2 separate regions of the Mus musculus genome follow, and region 1 is linked to region 2. A link is a contact called in public Hi-C data. All regions are on one chromosome and are shown on one strand. The core of a region is the stretch at or near the end of the contact, and the rest is flanking DNA. Distances in the headings are between cores, read along the strand shown. Region 1 has its middle 96 kb from the start of Npy. Region 2 has its middle 84 kb from the start of Gm31226.

The links. Hi-C and Micro-C count contacts between places; a contact is called where the count stands out from the background.
Region 1: a Hi-C map of the N1E-115 cell line shows a contact between it and region 2, with 9 times the contacts expected there. The contact joins two enhancer-like sites. A contact is called at or near these places in 34 of 484 Hi-C or Micro-C datasets (the AML12 cell line, the G1E-ER4 cell line, the N1E-115 cell line and 18 more).

Annotation. Positions count from the first base shown.
Region 1 is chr6:49,917,419-49,920,639 of GRCm38.p6, forward strand. No RefSeq gene overlaps it. Among named protein-coding and RNA genes, the nearest start is that of Npy, 96 kb to the left of the region's middle. Within about 2 kb of position 1,328, at least 6 of the 459 cell types and tissues checked have an H3K27ac peak or open chromatin away from gene starts, as enhancers often do. A contact at or near this core is called in the N1E-115 cell line, where this site is marked.
Region 2 is chr6:49,715,576-49,719,058 of GRCm38.p6, forward strand. No RefSeq gene overlaps it. Among named protein-coding and RNA genes, the nearest start is that of Gm31226, 84 kb to the left of the region's middle. Within about 2 kb of position 1,841, at least 12 of the 459 cell types and tissues checked have an H3K27ac peak or open chromatin away from gene starts, as enhancers often do. A contact at or near this core is called in the N1E-115 cell line, where this site is marked.

The DNA of each region.
Region 1 (3,221 bases), core at 78-2,577, 200 kb after region 2:
GGAAGATTTCAGTGGGCACTGTAGGTAGTTTTAAAGGAAGAATAAATATTTTAAAGAGAATGAATGGGCCTAGGGAGCAGGAGAGATGGCTGCACTCTGCTCATGGTGTGTGAGGCTGGGCTACTTCCCTTCAATTAATCTGGAGGATCAAGCCTCAAGGGAGATGGAGACTTAGAGCTCTTGAGCTTAGAGGGAAGCTGGGGCAGGAAAAGATCAGAGAGACTCTGATGACGGAACATCCAATTTTTAGTTCAAAATGTTAAGTGTCAGTTCAGATTATTGTCTCCCAATTTCCAACATTGTGATTGTATGAAATCCTAAAGTTTCAAGTTTACCAGAGGGGCTGTTTAATATGCAGCGTCCTTCACCTCCAAATACTCTGAGTACTGAGTCCTTGCTAGGAAACCTGCATTTTTGCAAGCTGCCTGGGAGAGCCTGAGGAGCATGGAACCTGGGTCAGATTCTGAGCACTTGTGTGGATGTTGGGCTGGCAGCCAGGTGCTGGGCGACCAGAGACAGGTGGATCCACATAGTTTAGAGGGCAGTCTGCACCACCATGGATGATGCCTAAGTTCTATGAGACTCTGTCTCAGAAAAAGAAAGGAAGGAAGGAAGGAAGGAAGGAAGGAAGGAAGGAAGGAAGGAAGGAAGGAAGGAAGGAAGGAGAGACAGAAGGAAAGACAATGAAAAAAAGAAAAGAAAAGGGATAGAGAGAAAGAGAAAAAGAAAAAAAGGTAGAGACCAATCAAGAAGGAGAAGCACTCACTATGACTCTCTGGCTTCCATGCATTGCATGCGTGTGCACAGGCATGCACATCCTATCTCCCTCAGTGCACACATGCTCACGTGCACACTGGCTCTCCTGGGATTTCTCATGCAGGTGGCTTATGTACTGTCTTTTGTGAAACCTTTTCTGTACCGGCACAAGAGCTGGGAGTGCAGACTCGCAGTGGAGAGCATGCATACCATAGGTCCCGTCTCCAGCACATAGTCAGTCCACAAACCAGGGACGGTCAACAGAAATCCAGTGTAATCCCATGTAAAATGTGCCACCTCTGTACTTACATTTTAGAAGGTGAAAATAATCAGATGAAATGTCCCCCACTAGATTCAACATACTCTAATTTTATCATACAATCAATATAAAATACTGAGATAACTTTACGAAATTGTTTTACACCGTTTCTGAGTCTGTTACGTATTTCAAAGCATTTACCATGCATCTCAATTAAGACTAACCACATTTCCAGCCCTCACTTGGGCCCTCAGCCCAGACCCTTTGAAGCATAAAGTCTGGAGTGTGGCCCCACTCTATGCCCAAGAGCCCTTCAGCAGATTCTGGTCTTTGTTTAGGTTTGAGAACTATCGATCTAGGCCATGGCTTGTGGACTTGGATGTGCAATAGAAGCACCTGAGAAACGTAAAAATAAAAATGTATGCAGCATTCCTATCCCCAGACAACAAAGGCTTTGTAAGGTCTTCCCAATGGTTCTAACACACAGCAAGATGTTGTAAGGATGTCGCTCGTTATCCCATTCAGTTATGTTTTCCCCTTAGTTCCAAATATTTTAAGATGGCTCCCGTCATCATCTCACAGCATGCAGGCTCTTATTTTCAAAGTCCAGACTCCAGTTTTGTTATTTATTCTACTTGAAGCGTCTGGACAAAAGCAATTGTTTTAACTGATTTCTACAACTCTTTTGCTCAAAAAGAAATCTCCTTTAAAAATCTGAATCTTTTTGCCTCTCTCCCATGATTCCTGATTTCAGAGTGGTTGACTTAACAGCTCTCATTCCTTTACCCCACTTCCCACAGCCCAGGGAGCCTTGGTCACTTCTAGTAGCACCAGTCACTTACAGTTCCACCTGACTGCACACAGGAACTCCAGAACGTTGAACCCCTCCCCTTTTCACTAAGATTTAGCCATCGCTGTCCTGTGTGTCAGAGCAATCCTTGGAGAAGCCCAAGTCCTCCCCCAAAGCATCTTCTAGGGAAAGGGAACAAGGCACAAATCCAATTCATAAGCCCCCTCCCCATCATTACTACTGGTTTCCATCCTGGTAGATCTTTAGTCCCCACGCCCTTGGGTCATGAGAGAGGGAGGATATTGGAAAAGCCACCTGGGAGGCAAGGTAGCACTGGGAGGAATGAAAAATCGGCTGTAGTTCTACAGCACCAAAGGTTCACAGAAAAGGCAGCTGTTTGGCATGCGTGTGCAGCCCACTCGAACAACATAGGCCTCGTTTACTTACCCATATGTAAATATGCATAGCTGAAGCACCCTCTAGTGGAACACCCAGAGAAGGGCATGTTTCCTGGGCAAACCCTTACAAAAAGAAAAAAGGAAGGAAGGAAGGAAGGAAGGAAGGAAGGAAGGAAGGAAGGAAGGAAGGAAGGAAGGAAGGAAGGAAGGAAGGAAGGGAGGGAGGGAGGGAGGGAGGCAGAGTGTTTAGAAATCTCATCTAACCACAGCATCATTTGAGATATGAGCACAAACCTACAGTAGCTCCACAGTCCTGGCAAGGTCCTGGGTGCACAAGCTGGTCCACTGGGGCTATAGAGGGCCGGGCCAAACTGGCTTTCTTAAAGTCCTCAACCTTGAAGGCCTAGCTAGGTTCTTGCTGCACACAGTGCAGGAAGGCTTGTTTAGAGGTGAGAGCTGTAACAAAGAAAGATTTGACAGTCCCACTAGGGTCCCTTCAGTTCACCAAATGACCTGTCCCTATTTCTAAACAGAAGGCCATGGTGGGACCACTCATTCATGGAAGCCTGTCCCTACTGGTGGAGAGTAAAAGAGGAGAGTAAACATTGTTACACTGACTAGAAAGATCAAATTTGTAACAGTTGTCAAAATCAATAATAGTCACACCCATTTCCCAAGAAAATATGCTTGCAGGAATTTATCTAGGGCAAAATCCTAGAAACACTGTAGGTGCCAACGAGAGATAAATTAAATAAATAATGATATACCTTTAGTGTCCTGCCAGGGGCCTCTGTGCTGAGCAGTGTTAGGTGAAAACCTGCTTGTATTAAGGAGTACTTGGAACAGCATTCTTTTGATGAGCAACTCTGAGGGTTTACCAGAGCAGGAGTCCATGAAACTGGTGGACCAGTCACCATCCCATCAGTCCAGGTCCGAGGAGAATGAAACAGAAACAGTCAGTCTTACTCATCTCCTGCACTGGGATTTATTCTTCCTCTCTATGCCTGGATGGCAGAGT
Region 2 (3,483 bases), core at 591-3,090:
GGTGTTGTCAGGGTTCCTTCCTTTTCTGGGATAAGATCCTAGAGCGTCCAAACTGAGTGGGTTTCTCTGGGTGCTCTGATGAGCCAGATCTCGGGTGCTCTGCCTTGGAAGAGCTGACAGTCAAAAGGAAGCGTGGAAAATCTGCAAATGCTTAGGGTATACAGTGACTAAGCCTCAGTGGCATCCCAGGGCCGACTGAGCCACAGTCAATACCATAGAACTCAGTAACATGGCTAGGTTTCCTCTCCTTAGCATTCAAATTTAGACACGTCATTAAAGTAGTTTGTGCCTCAGTTTCCTGATGTGGGGTTAATAAAAGCACCTGGATCATAGAGTATTCCTGAGGATTAAGTACAGACAGATAAATAAAAATATGTTAACTGTGCCCAGGACACAGAGAATGATGTCTTTGGGTATTATTCACATTTGCTTGTTCTACAGGTGGATTCTCACAAACTCATTCACTGCTTAAAGCAATGGGGCACACAGTTTTCTTCTTTTGTGGAGAGGGGTCATTTTTTTTTAAATAAAATATTCTCTTAGTACCAATATAGAATACTTCTATTGAGAAATAACATTGAGAGACTGTCTGTATACACAGGCCAGACTTCTCTGGCTGCTCAGCTATTCATGGAGAGATGGCTCCTGTACCCCTGCCTCTCAACAAAGGGGATCCTATGTTTGTATCATGTTGCTTAGGAACTCAACAAACCCCATCCCAGTTCTTCTGGACTGGCAGGTACTCTGTCTTCAGTTTTGTGCTCCCTACCCTGAGTTATTTCAAAACAAGTTGTTATCCATACCTCCTAGATTCTTCTGGAGAAGGAAAGGGCTAATTAAACTGGAGACCTTCTGGAAACATAGTGCCTGGCTCTGTGGGATGGCATGTTTGCTTCTCTCTCCACACCTGCCTCCAAGGCTCTCTTCTACAGGTCTATGGGTGGTGGTTTTTTTTTTTTTTTTTTCTTCTCAATTTTCGAGCCTTCCTAGAGCTCTTTCATCTTGGAGTCTCTGAGCATCTGTCTTCCCAAGTTGTTGTCAGACAAAGCACCAGAGGGAGCCCTTCTGGTATTTAAATCCTGTGACTTCAGGAAATACAAATAGGTTCTCCCAGAGAGCTAACAATTGTAGGCAGTGAGGGGATGGATAAGGAAGGAAGACAGCCAGTTGTTAAATGTTAGCAGCTTGAAATCATCCAGCCAAGGTGGGAGGATTCACATCCTGGCACGTGGCAATTGCAGAGTACCCTTTCTTCCTTTCAGGCATTTCTGACAAGCCTTACAAATAAGGCAAGACAAGGCTGGAGGCAAACCAGAGGTGCACTTTCTCAGATGTCTCAAGAGGTTGGCTCACTGCCATATAATCTAAAGTTTTTCTGTTCCCCCAAACAACAGCCAAGAGGCCTTTAGCTGGTGAGATTTCAGTGCAGGCAAACAAATACCTATCTTTGTTGCCCTACTAAACCAGCTTCCCAGGAAACTCAGCCAGATAAATGAGAACGACAAAGGAGTGAAGTCTCCCAGGACCCATCAAGAAGGAATTACTCATTAAGGATCCCAGTGTGGGGTAGCTGAATGCCACTATTATTAAGCAGGTCTATGCACAGACATTTACAGACCCAGCACACTGCTGGAGATGATTCCCTGCAGGAAGTAGCAGATGACCCAAAGGATTCCTCTCATTTCTCAAGCCTGAGATCCATGGTTCTGTTCTCAGTTTCTCTGGCCAAACACTGCCCTGTAGCTTTTCATCTGATTTTGCACAGGTCTCCTGGAGACAAGGATCTGGGAGCTGATTTCCATGACATCTCCACCCACACCCACAGTAAACATATCACTAGGCAGGCAGGCAGCATAAGTAGATGTCAGATCCTGTACTGGAGTGGTGGTGAACAGGATGGATCATTAGTCCTCAGATGAAGGCAGCTAGCTGCTGGGGCTCCTCCTATTCCTATCCAGATACCCAAGAAAGACAGATGCTGTCATGTCTCTATTGTAGTCTCATGGATTCATTCCTGGTAAAGGTGACATTAGAATCACCAAGGTGCAGATTGGACCTTGATGTTAAATATTCAGTCAGTGAGAGTTTGGAGTCCAATGAGGATGGACCATACCCATCAGCTTTGGACACTCCCTCCCCCCAATCTCCTGTACCCCTGGAAACAGGTTAATTTTAAGGAAGAAAAGCGTTACAGTTGCCCCTCAAGATTTGAAACACCACATGAAAGGACATGGGGGAAGATGTCAGCTGCAGAGCTTTGTTGAAGGTCATGAAGAAAAGGCTAAGTCTTAGTAAAGCATAACTGTTTTATAGATTTTAATTTTTAAAGTTCACTCAGTTGTATGGATTTTGGTTGGTTGAGTGGGCTCTGAAGCATGTCTGGCCCTCAGTGAGGGCTTGCCATGACTGCCAAAAGATGGGGCTGGAGAACTGGATCAGAGGTTAAGAGCTCTGGCTGCCCTTCTAGAGGACCTGGGTTCTGTTCCCAGTACTATGTGGTGGGTCAAAACCCTCTGTAATTTCAGTTCTCAGGGATCTAGTGGCATTTTCTGACCTTCATGGGCACTGCACACACACCCACACACATGGGGAATGCGCATACATGCATGCAAAATGTTCATATACATTTTAAAAATTAAAAATGTAATGTTCTAAAAATAAACTTCTAGAGAATAATAAGACTATAAAGATGTAACTATTGTTCCCCCCTGCCCACTTTAAGGTTTCATCCAAATGGGCCTGTCGTGACAGAGAAAGAGACTGTCTCAGGCACTCTGAGATATGTACTTATCTAGCCTTGATGCTGTTGCTTACAGACCCTCACTAAGCAGCTCATACTTGGAGTCTGTCTAACTCTGGCCCCTGCTCTCCCTTCAGGCTGGCCAGCATTCTAAGCCCATGTATCCTGACACTGGCCATTCTCAGCCTCTTCTTCATGTGGCTGCTTGCAGATTTCTCATGTTGAGCATGTCTGCTTGTCCTTTCCTTCCTTCTCTTTTTAAAAGATGTGTTTTTTATGTGTATGATTGTTTTGCTTACCATGTGTGTATAGTGCTGGAGGAGGTCAGAAGAGGGCCTCAGACTCCCTGCAACAGGAGTTACAGACTGTTGCGAGGTGCCCCGTGGAAGCTAGGAACTGAACCCAGATCCTCTGTAAAAGCAGCAAATGTTCTTAACCACTGAGCCATCACCTAGCTCTATAGTCATCTCAAAAAATATTGACCATTTTTCCTTTTATTATTATTGTTGTTGTTGATTATATTTTTTGTCATGCTATTTAGCCCTGACTGGCCTGCAACTTGCTATGTAGATCAGGCTAGCTTTCAGTCTTCCTCACAAGTGCTAGGATTAAAGGTGTCCACTCCCTTTCCCCATGTGGTGTATCTGCCTTCTTGATCTCTAATTTCCTTCCTCTCTCCCAGCGAATCCATCTCCCTCTTCCTTGCAGCTGCAGAGATCTCCAACTTGCCTGAACTATTGTGT